Linked DNA regions of Sus scrofa: region 2 is linked to region 1. Evidence: chromatin contacts called from public Hi-C data. All regions are on one chromosome and are shown on one strand. The core of a region is the stretch at or near the end of the contact, and the rest is flanking DNA. Distances in the headings are between cores, read along the strand shown.

Region 1 (5,218 bases), core at 1,769-4,268:
CAGAGGCGCAGATTTGATCCCGGTTTGGCACAGTGTGTTAATGGAACCAGTGTTTCCGAAGCTGTGGTATAGGTCACAGATATGGCTCGGATTCATTCCCTGGCAGGGGAACTTCCATATGCCGTGGGTTCAGCCATAAAATGAAAAAAAAAAAAAATAGCCCTGATGAATGCTGAAAAATTGAGCAATTAGGAACACATGAATGGATGTATTAGAAATGACAGTAATAATTATTCTTTGAATTTGTACAACTTACATAACTTTGCATTTCACACCTATTATCTCATTAATCCTCATTTTTAATCATTTACAGTTGAGTCTGTGTGCTTCTGAGTTTTTAGTGAAGCTTTATAAACATGCTGGGCTATTTCCACAAGACTGTAGAGGCCTTTATGGAGATATCAGAAAGATTTATCCTAAATGATGCAGCAAAAAAATACACGAAAAAATGAACCTCTACTCCCCATCTCCCAAGCAAATACTAGGAATCCATCCTGCCTTCTCTAGGTTCCCACAGGCTTGGCCTGAATTTGCCTATTCCCAAGCCCTCCAACTCTGACGCTAGTTTTGTGCACATGATTCTCGCATCTTCCCAGCAAGATCTGGGGTCTTGTCACTCATATTTGAGCACCAGTGCTCACTGGTGCTCAATTCAGTTTTGAAAAACTGCTCAATATAATGGCTAATAAATAAGCGAATACTAACATGAGTATGTTACGCATACATCACAATATTTCTTGTGTTGGGAAGTAGTTTCTCCTTCTAGTTACAGAATCTACATATTTCCGGTTTGACTGTATTTTCCTGAGAACAGCAACCATGTGTCTTTTTTTCTTTCCTTTTGCCTCTTTCTGTATTTGATAAAGTAATTGACAGGTACTAGAATCTTAATAAATGTGTGTTGGGTTAATCAAGCTTTCTTCATGATTCAAACCACAACCATAAGAGAACAGCAGAAAGGGTTTGAGTACAGGTAGTTTATTTGGAGGGAATTAGACAGGGAAGAGAAGGAGCCAGTAAGCGGTGTTATCAAATCAGGGACCCCCACAGGCAACGGAGCTGAATCCCACGGGGGAGCACTGGGGACAGTGAGGACCACACTTGGAGTTACCCAACCCCTGTGGTGAGGGAGCTGAGGGATTCATACCAACACCTATTAGTCATCATTAGGGCTTCTCCTAATTGATTGTCAAACACTGAAACTGATAGGATTCTGGCAGCCAAGTAAAGTCTTCAGGCAAAAGAAGGGAAGTCTTAGCTGTTGGGAGTCAGACCACCATGAGCACTGTGGAGAGAAGGGTGAGCTCCGATGGCATCTGCTGTAGTTGCTCTTTAAAGATGGAGTCAAGTGATATACGAGGCCCAGACCTTGACCATGATCCTTGGATTCCGACTCTGGGTCAGGGTTCTCAGGATGTTTTGCCTCTTTCTTGGCTGCTCCAAAGAAATGAAGGACTTGTCATCATTCTTCGGATCCAGAGCTTCACAGCAGGAATGAAAAAGCCTGCCAGGGCTCTGTGATGGAAAGGGGAATAGTGGCTCAGGATCCAGGAGCCCTGGCTTGCATCTCAGCTCTGCCTCTAATCAGCTGTGGGACTCCTTCTCTGGGTCTCTACTGAGGACAGTCTGCATGGTGTGTAAGAACCCTCCCTCTTGCTCTGGTATGCTCTGCACACCGTATGGTTCCCATCTCTGGATGGCAGTATTTTTTCTTTCATTGATAGTTTTTGTAATTACATAGAAACATATATGTTTCTTGTGGCACTATTAGAAAAACGTAGATTAAAAAAATAACACATAATCTGGAGTTCCTGTTATGGCTCAGGTTGTTAAGAATCCAATATAATGTCTGTGAGGAAGCTGGTTTGATCCCTGGCCTCATTCAGTGGATTAAAGATCTGATGCTCGAATCTGGCATTGCTGTAGCTGTGGTGTAGGCCGGCAGCTGTAGCTCCACTTTGACCCCTAGCCTGGGAACTTCTGTATACCACAGGTGTGGTAGAAAAAGAAAAAAAATAACCATAATCTGATGGAACAGAGAAGGCAACCACTAACTTTTTGGCACACAGCCTTCACACACACACACACACACACACACACACACACACACTCAACATTAGTGAGTATGCTAAAATTGTTCAAAATCTATTCCAGGCTCTTCAGACATTAAAGTGAAAAGGCATACACATTTGCTGGCATTCCACTGAAGGTCACAGAAAATAAACACTGTATAAATAAGAATTTCAAATAATAACTGTAAAGAAAAAGGTGATATGATGAGAGAAATACAAATTCCAGTTATATAAGAGGCAGTATTCTGCTATTCTCCTTTAAAAAGAGGGTAAATTTTAGGATAATCTGAAAATAAGACAACTCACAAGGTTTAAATAGTCTTTGGCATGCAGGGCCCATTATAATAGTATTAATTTTTTTTTACTCTGATTTTCTCAAACTTTAAAATAGAGATCTACATGCTATTTACCAAAATATTTATGACTATAAAGATAAAGCAACTTAAAGGAACATTTAATGCCTTTAGGTCAGAAACCGTCCTAGATTAAAACAGCAGGAGTGTGTGAAATATGATCTACATACTTTAATTAAATGAGTGACCTTGATCTGTTGTTTCCAAAGTACCTCCTCCTTCCCCAGCATTAAGCTCTTAGTTGTACTTTTTTGTACAATTATTTGGCAGCTCTCTCTGCATGGAAGAGTCCATCCCTCCTTATTTGTGGTCTTGGCTCAAATATTAGCTTAATCAGAGAGGCTGTTCCTGACAAGTATATATGAAAGCGCCCCCAGTCATCTTCATTATTCTTAGTAGGCCTTACTTGTTTGTTTGCCTCTCTCCCCAAGCTGCAAACAGTGATTGCTGAGATTCAGGATAATAGATCATTCCCTGGCACATGGAAAACATTCAATAATGATTTTTATTGTTTTTGTTTGATGAAGAGTGTGTGTGTCGAATTAGGGGAAGGAGGTCACTTTAGGTTGAGGGAGGTTAAGAAAGGCCTCTGTGGAACGTCAGCATTTGAGCTAAAACCAGAATGACAGGAAAGATACACCCAAACAAAGATCTAGGTTAGGATTGGCAAACTTTTTCTGTACAGCACAATACAGTAAATGTTTTAGCCTTTGTGGGCTACATCTGATCTCTGCCGCATCATCTTCTAAAAAAGAGCAAAAACAAAAGCTCTCTAAAATTATAAAAATATTTTTAGCGCATGACTGTACAAAACAGGATATGGGTCACAGTTCATTGACCCTTCTCTGCAGGGGATGCATTCCAAGTAAGGGAGCAGCTAGTGCAAAGGACCTACAGTGGTATGTGCTTGGAGAATTTAACAGACAGACGGAGGGCCCGTGTGGCTGGAACATAGTGGCTGGGACCCAAAGAGAGAGGAGGAGGAGAGAAATCCAGTGAGGTAGGAGGGCCCAGACGAACGGGGCCTGCAGGCCATTGTAAGGTATTTCCATTTGATTCTAAATGCAATGGGAAGGCATTGGAGGATTTTAAGCAAGGAAATGAGATGATACACTTTATGTTTTACAAAAGCTCTCCAGCTTCTATATGGATAGAGGCACTTGGTGGGAAGAGGAAGGGTGATGCAGCCAGGTGAGGGTGAAGCAGAAGGCAGGCGAGAGATGAGGTAGCCATGGTGAAGAAGAGACATGTCAGGCTGGGGCACAGATGGCATGGGAGGAGTTGTTTTCCAACCTGCTTCTTTCATGTGGCACTTAATATCATTTACCTCCCTTCATAAATCTGCAGAATTTCACATTGTGCTATAATTTATTTCAGCCATATCTAAAAGGTGGGCATTGAGATTGTTTCCAATAATTTGATATTAGGAATAATCCTCTAGCAGTGCTCAATTTGCTCAAGCTATCAAAGAAATTGTAGTGTCTACAATTTTGGTAGTGAGTGCCTTTGTAGTATACACAAAGTTACACACATGAAACTTATATAATGTTATAAACCAATATTACAAAAAAAAAAAAAAACTAAAAAAAATTATTTGGAATGGTCTCCAGTGATGGCTGAAGGCTTCCATATTTTCTTCCTTTCAGAAGAAAAACAAAGTAAATAATGAGTCCTCCTTAGCATCCCTTCCCTGTCAGCACCCCTTCCCTCTTCACCCCCAGACCTTTGTGCCTTTTGCTACCCTTTGTTTTTCTTAGAACAATCCTTTTGATCTTGTCTCCTCCTAAATTCCTTTCTCCCCTGATCAACCTCATTTTGCTACCAGAGGGATCATTTTCTACCCCTTGCCAAATCTGGTGAAGTAGCAAACTAGAGAACCTGTGGATTAGGTAGACCTGAGTTTGACTATTGGCTCCTCTCTCTACCCCCTCAAGTGATGCTCCCAGTGACTGGCTTTCCTCTGTGATTGATCTACCCTGTGACTGTATCTCCTCTGTGACTGGATTTCCCCTGGGATATGACCTTCCTCACCCCACGTTGCCCTTTCCCACTTTGTAGTCCTTTCCAGTGACTGACCCTCTCCCTCACTAAACTTACCAGTCAGAACCTATGAAGACCTCAGAGATAGAGTCCTCATTCTGATCCAGGGAAGAAATTGTGAAGGTCAGTTCCACAGATGACACAGCAGAGAGCAGGCAGCAGGGAGGGAAACCCAGACTTGGGTTCCCCTTCCCTCCATGAAGCCACAGAGTGTTCTACCTCCCTGTAAAAAAATTCTAGGAAGCCAGGCCCTCCTCCAGAGGCAGCAACCTAGAGAAGGAAATCCAGGATTCCCTGGCTGAGCCAATGCTGAATCTCGCACACATTCCTCTCTATTTTTTTCCTTGCCCCCATTCTCCTTATTTCAATTCATCTCTGCATTTGTTGCCCTTAATGTAGAAGAATGGTCTGGACTGAGCTGGGAAGGTTGAAGGGAGCTTAGGGGTAGCAAGAGACATGGACATTGTAAAGATCACTGAGATGGGAATGTGAGCCCCTGGCGCCCCAAGAAAGGATATGAAAATCCCAGAAATGTTGGGGAATCTGAACTCAGGACCTATGCTGATTTCTATGTGGAATCACACATCTCTGGTATGGTATCTCCCCCAAAACCCAGACAATAGCTACTTGGAACATTCAGGCAAACATGGTAGTTCCTCAGAGCCCAGAATACGCTTGCAATAGAGTCTCCCACAGCTCAGGACTGGAAGACACAGCTGCCCCTTCAGCCCAGGACAGTAAAGATTCCATAGT
Region 2 (4,873 bases), core at 2,199-4,698, 750 kb after region 1:
ACAAATTTCACTGAAAACAAAGCCTTCCAGAGTTCCCTGGTGGCTCAGCAGGTTAAGGATCCAGCATTTTCACTACTGCGGCTCCAGCAGGAACTTCTACATGCCCCAGGTGCAGCCAAAAGAAAAAGAAAAAAAGAGAAAAAAAGAAAGACTTCCAGGTCCCAGTGTCAGGTGTGCTGATATTTCTTCAGGATTATTAGGAATAATGTTTTCCTTTAAACCAAAAGTGGAAGGGAGTACAGAAAAAATATTTTTCCACTGTACTGTCAGAGATAAATGATTTCTGTGGATTTAGTTGTGTTTATTTATAAGGAAGGTCCTAACTTTCATAGATATGTACTTATTTACTAGTTGAGGCATAATCTTTTTCATCTGAAAATTTTCTGGAGTACTTAACCTCGCATCCTGAATGTCTTAAAGCAGCAGTCAAAAGAAACCCGCACAAATAACGCAAAATATTAACTGTATAATTGAAGAGCATATGGGTGTTCACGATAGAATTCTTTCCATTTCTCTGTGTACTTCAAGTTTTTCACAATAAGCTGTTCAAAGGCAGGGGAAGCCACCAGCAATGATGCTACCAAAACTTGACTCCCCATGGAGCTTTCAGAAGGTCACTAGAGTGTATGCATTTTTGAAAGTTTACCATTGATAGTTATGAAAAAGAAAAAAAATGTAAGAAAGACTTATTTTCAGAGTACTATTTAGAAAACAGACCCCCCCCCAAAAAAAGAACTTCTTATAAGTGTACTTACATAGCTACTAAAACTTTCAGTATATTATTATAATACTTTCCAATCCTTTTTGTGTGTATACCATTTGGTTTTCTACATTAATATTTTGCAATCTTTTAAAAAATGTATGTAGTTTGCTCACTGGCTGCATGGTATTCCATTGTATAAGTTATATAAAGGTACCATACTGCAGTTCCCAAATTTAATTACTCCAAAACACCTGGTAACATGTTGTAAAAATACACATTCTTGGGACCCACCTACTAAATGAGAATCTCCAAGGATGGTATGGAAGATGAATTTTTTGAAGCTTACCCTGTGATTACAATGCACTTAATTAACTATCTAATTAATTAGCACATGTCATTTGCTTAATCCACCATCTTCAAACATCAAGTAGTTGTCGAATTTCTGCTAAACAATAATCACAATACCAATACCTGTAGAGACAAGTATTTCTCTGCAAACATGGACAATTATTTCCTGAGGACAATAAAGCAGTTTGCTTTTTAAAAAGATTTAGCGATCAGGGAACTATGGAGTGACTACAGCTCTGGGAGTGCTCACCCCACAACCATGGAATTCTAAGGAAGACTGGCAGTCATCCAGGGCTGTCTTGGCTACTCCAGAAGAGGTCAATTGGGAGTTAAGAGTCCTAACAACTCTAGAAAAGCTCTTGATGACAAAGAGGTCTGGCTTCTCCCTTACCTCCATAATCACAAAGGTCCTGTTCAAAAGGGTTCCCTCGAGTAAGCACTGAAATTGGCTCTTGCTGTCTTGTGCTGCTATATTTTTTCTTTCTTTCTTTTTTTTTTTTTTTTTGTCTTTTCGCCTTTTCTAGGGCCACTCCGGCGGCACATGGAGGTTCCTAGGGGTCGAATCGGAGCTGTAGCTGCCAGCTTACGCCAGAGCCATAGCAACGCCAGATCCGAGCCACGTCTGCGACCTACACCACAGCTCACGGCAATGCCGGATCCTTAACCTGCTGAGCAAGGGCAGGGATCGAACCCACAACCTCATGGTTCCTAGTCGGATTAGTTAACCACTGCGCCACAATGGGAACTCCTTGTGCTGCTATTTTAAAATACCCATTCAGGAGTTCCCTTCATGGCTCAGCGGAAACAAATCTGACCTCCATGAGATGCAGGTTCAATCCCTGGCCTCGCTCAGTGGGTTAAGGATACGGTGTTGCCGTGAGCTGTGGTGTAGGTCACAGATGCGGTTCAGATCTGACATTGCTGTAGCTGTGGTGTAGGCCAGTGGCTACAGCTCCGATTCGACCCCTAGCCTCGGAACCTCCATATGCTGCGGGTGCGTCTCTAAAAAAACAAAAAGAATAAAAAATAAATTAAAAAAATAAAATATACATTTGGTAGTTTACATAGTATGGAACCCCAAGAGCAATTTCTCAAATTTAATCCCGTGGGCTCCTAAGTATTCTCAGACATCTGAAAATATGACATATTTTAGTTTTAATGCTCTGTTTCCATTTTGATAGTAATATACATAGAAGGTAAATGCTCAGTTCCAGGGCCTGTAGTCTTATGTTTAAGATCAAAATGACACAAGGTCACCACCCAAAGAAACTTAAATATTTCTCAAACTCAGGTGTGTGGACATACTCCCAGGATTCCCTGGGAAATTTTTTTTTTTTTCCTTTAAAAGGAGTTTATACTGTACTGAAAGTTGAGAACCACTGGCTTAGAATACATGGACCATATTGCTTTTATTTTTCATTATTTTTTTTCTTTTTGGCCATGCCAGTGGAATGCGTGGAATTTCCTGGGCCAGGGATCAAACTAGTGCCACAGCAGTATCCAGAGCCACAGCAGTGACAGTGGCCAAATCCTTAACCCACTGAGCCACCACAGAACCTCTCTGTATTGCTTTTCTCTCCAGAGCAGGGCCCTACCCAGGCCCAGCTCTCAGCAAAACTTAAGGTAGCTTCTAAGAGGCCTCCACCCAGGCCTTCTTGACACACTTCTTGAACCCAACCCCGGGGCAATGGGAATCAACTCCTTGCCTTCTAACTTTTTTTGTTCAACCTAAGGCCGGACCCGCGGCATAAGGAAGTTGTTCCAGGGCAAGGATTGAATCCCAGGCGCTCAGACCTGAGCCGTAGCCGTAGCAACAAAGGATCCTTTAACCCACTGCCCGGGGTGCCCGGGGGAATCTAACCGCTGGTCACTCTAGTCGGATTCTTAACCCATTGTCCAACGGCAGGAACTCCTCCTTGCCTTTCATCTTATTGACGGAAACTAATATGCCGAGCCTCTAGAAAACTCTGAGACCATCAAGTCCAACCCCACTAAGCAGAACGGGGAAAAGTGAGGCCCAGAGATGGGAAGTGCCTTAAGCGAGGTTGCACACCTAGCTAACAGCAGACAGAATAAGAACCTAAGCCTTCTATCCTTCAGTGCCTCAGATGGTCTGTAGAGAGCACTCACCAGGGACCGCAGAGACTCATTTCCTCCATCACCACCCCCCGCCCCGCCCCAACCCGTTTCCACCCACCCCGGGGGCCCAACCTCCCTCGAGTCCTCTCCAAGTCGACCCGCCTCTCTCTACTCCAGGCTTTCATAAGCATGTCACACCCCAACTCCAACCCTACTGCCTCTGGCCTTCCCTCGCCTAGAAAACACACGAACTGAAAAGAGCCCCACGGCGCTTTGTGCGGCGGAGTCCGCCCCAAGGCGCATGCGCCAACCTAGGTCGGCGCGCGTCGGTGACGTCACAGGGGCGCCAACCTCGAGTTTGGGGCAGCGACTCCAGCTAAAAGTAGGAGCGTGTTGGTATCAATGTAGCATACCGCGCGACTTCAGACACAGGAAACCTCTCCGCCACAAACTTTGGCGAGAGGCTTGGTAGTCGAGGCTGCTGAAGAAAGTAGAGGGAGGTAAAGAGGGAGCGACGCTGAAGGAGACGTCAGAAAAGCGCACCGGAAGCGGTCCGAGAATGAAGAGTAAGCCAGGTTGAGGGCCACGACTTTGGAGAGGGGTGGAGTGAGGTGTAAAGAGTCGGAGACTAGATGTGGGTGCTGGTGGAACTGTTGTGGGAATTATCCCTCCTTAACATAAATAAAACTAAGGCACGGGAGTCCCAGTGTGCCTGGCTCAGTCTCTGAGCTAGGGATTGATGGCAGAGCTGGAAGCAGGTTAATCTCGGGGGCGCTGCCAGTCGTGTGTGGTGCTAGAGGAGGGCCCAAGGCCCTGGCCGAACTTGGCCAGTACCTCCCTGGGTGGCCTGGTCAAGGCCCTGCTCCTCTCTGCAACCCTGTTTACCTTTGTGTAAGGTACTGATGAAGGTGCCTGCCCAGCCTGATGTTATGTGAGGGACTCTTCCCTAGTGTAAAGCTCAGGGAGCGTGCTGGGGAACGATATCACTAAACCAAAGCTTTGGGAGTTGAGCAGAGAAGAGGTGTGCCAAGGAGAGGAGCAAGCACCCAGGACAGTTATAGGCAGGGGAGTGACACCTTTAAAACTGGATTTTGAGGGCCACCTCTCTCACTTCCTATGTATGTGATCCAGTGTCTCAGCGTATCTGAACTTCAGTTTTCTTAGTATAGAATAGGAATAATAGCTCCTTTAAAGGATTGTTCAGAAAGTGTAATGAGATAAAATGTATGTAGCTTTAAATCAGGGGCATGGCAAGTAATGAGGGGTCACTAACTGTTAGATATCTATTGTTACAGAAAGGAAAAAAAAAAAAAAGACTTCCACGTCTAATGCTAGGAACCTATGACAAGCACAAAGTCATTCCGGGGGTTCCAGGCCCTGCAGATAGGTTTTAATCCCTATCTTCCATTGGAGGGAGAACCAGACTGTGTATATAAAACTTGTAACCCCTTTGGCTTGCTTGGTCCAATGTACCTGAGAAGCACAAAGAGAGCTGGGGCAGAATTTACAGAGTCTAGTATGAACCAGACTTTCTAATCTTTTGGCCCTTAAACCAGGTCTTTGTCTCATTTTTATTCCGTTCACACCCATATTCTGTCCTCAGTGTGTGGTTTTCTTCTTCAGACAAATTAAGAACCAGGAGGGAGTTCCCACCTTGGCTCAGTGGTTAACGAATCTGACTAGGAACCATGAGGTTTCAGGTTCCATCCCTGGCTTTGCTCAGTGGGTTAAGGATCCAGCGTT

What was found. A called contact is a pair of places that touch in the nucleus more often than the background predicts.
Region 2: a contact with region 1 is called in a Hi-C map of embryonic fibroblasts, with 3 times the contacts expected there. The contact joins the promoter of POP4 here to the enhancer-like site in region 1. A contact is called at or near these places in 1 of 5 promoter capture datasets (liver), 17 of 47 Hi-C or Micro-C datasets (blood, embryonic fibroblasts, fetal heart ventricle and 11 more) and 1 of 2 datasets of contacts at active chromatin or transcription factors (alveolar macrophages).

The regions. Positions count from the first base shown.
Region 1 is chr6:38,981,218-38,986,435 of Sscrofa11.1, forward strand. No RefSeq gene overlaps it. Among named protein-coding and RNA genes, the nearest start is that of VSTM2B, 690 kb to the right of the region's middle. Within about 2 kb of position 3,019, at least 11 of the 83 cell types and tissues checked have an H3K27ac peak or open chromatin away from gene starts, as enhancers often do. A contact at or near this core is called in embryonic fibroblasts, fetal liver and liver, where this site is marked.
Region 2 is chr6:39,731,075-39,735,947 of Sscrofa11.1, forward strand. POP4 (ribonuclease P protein subunit p29) reads left to right here and starts at 3,449. Exons shown (of 7, transcript XM_003127004.4): 1 at 3,449-3,696. The coding sequence starts at 3,690.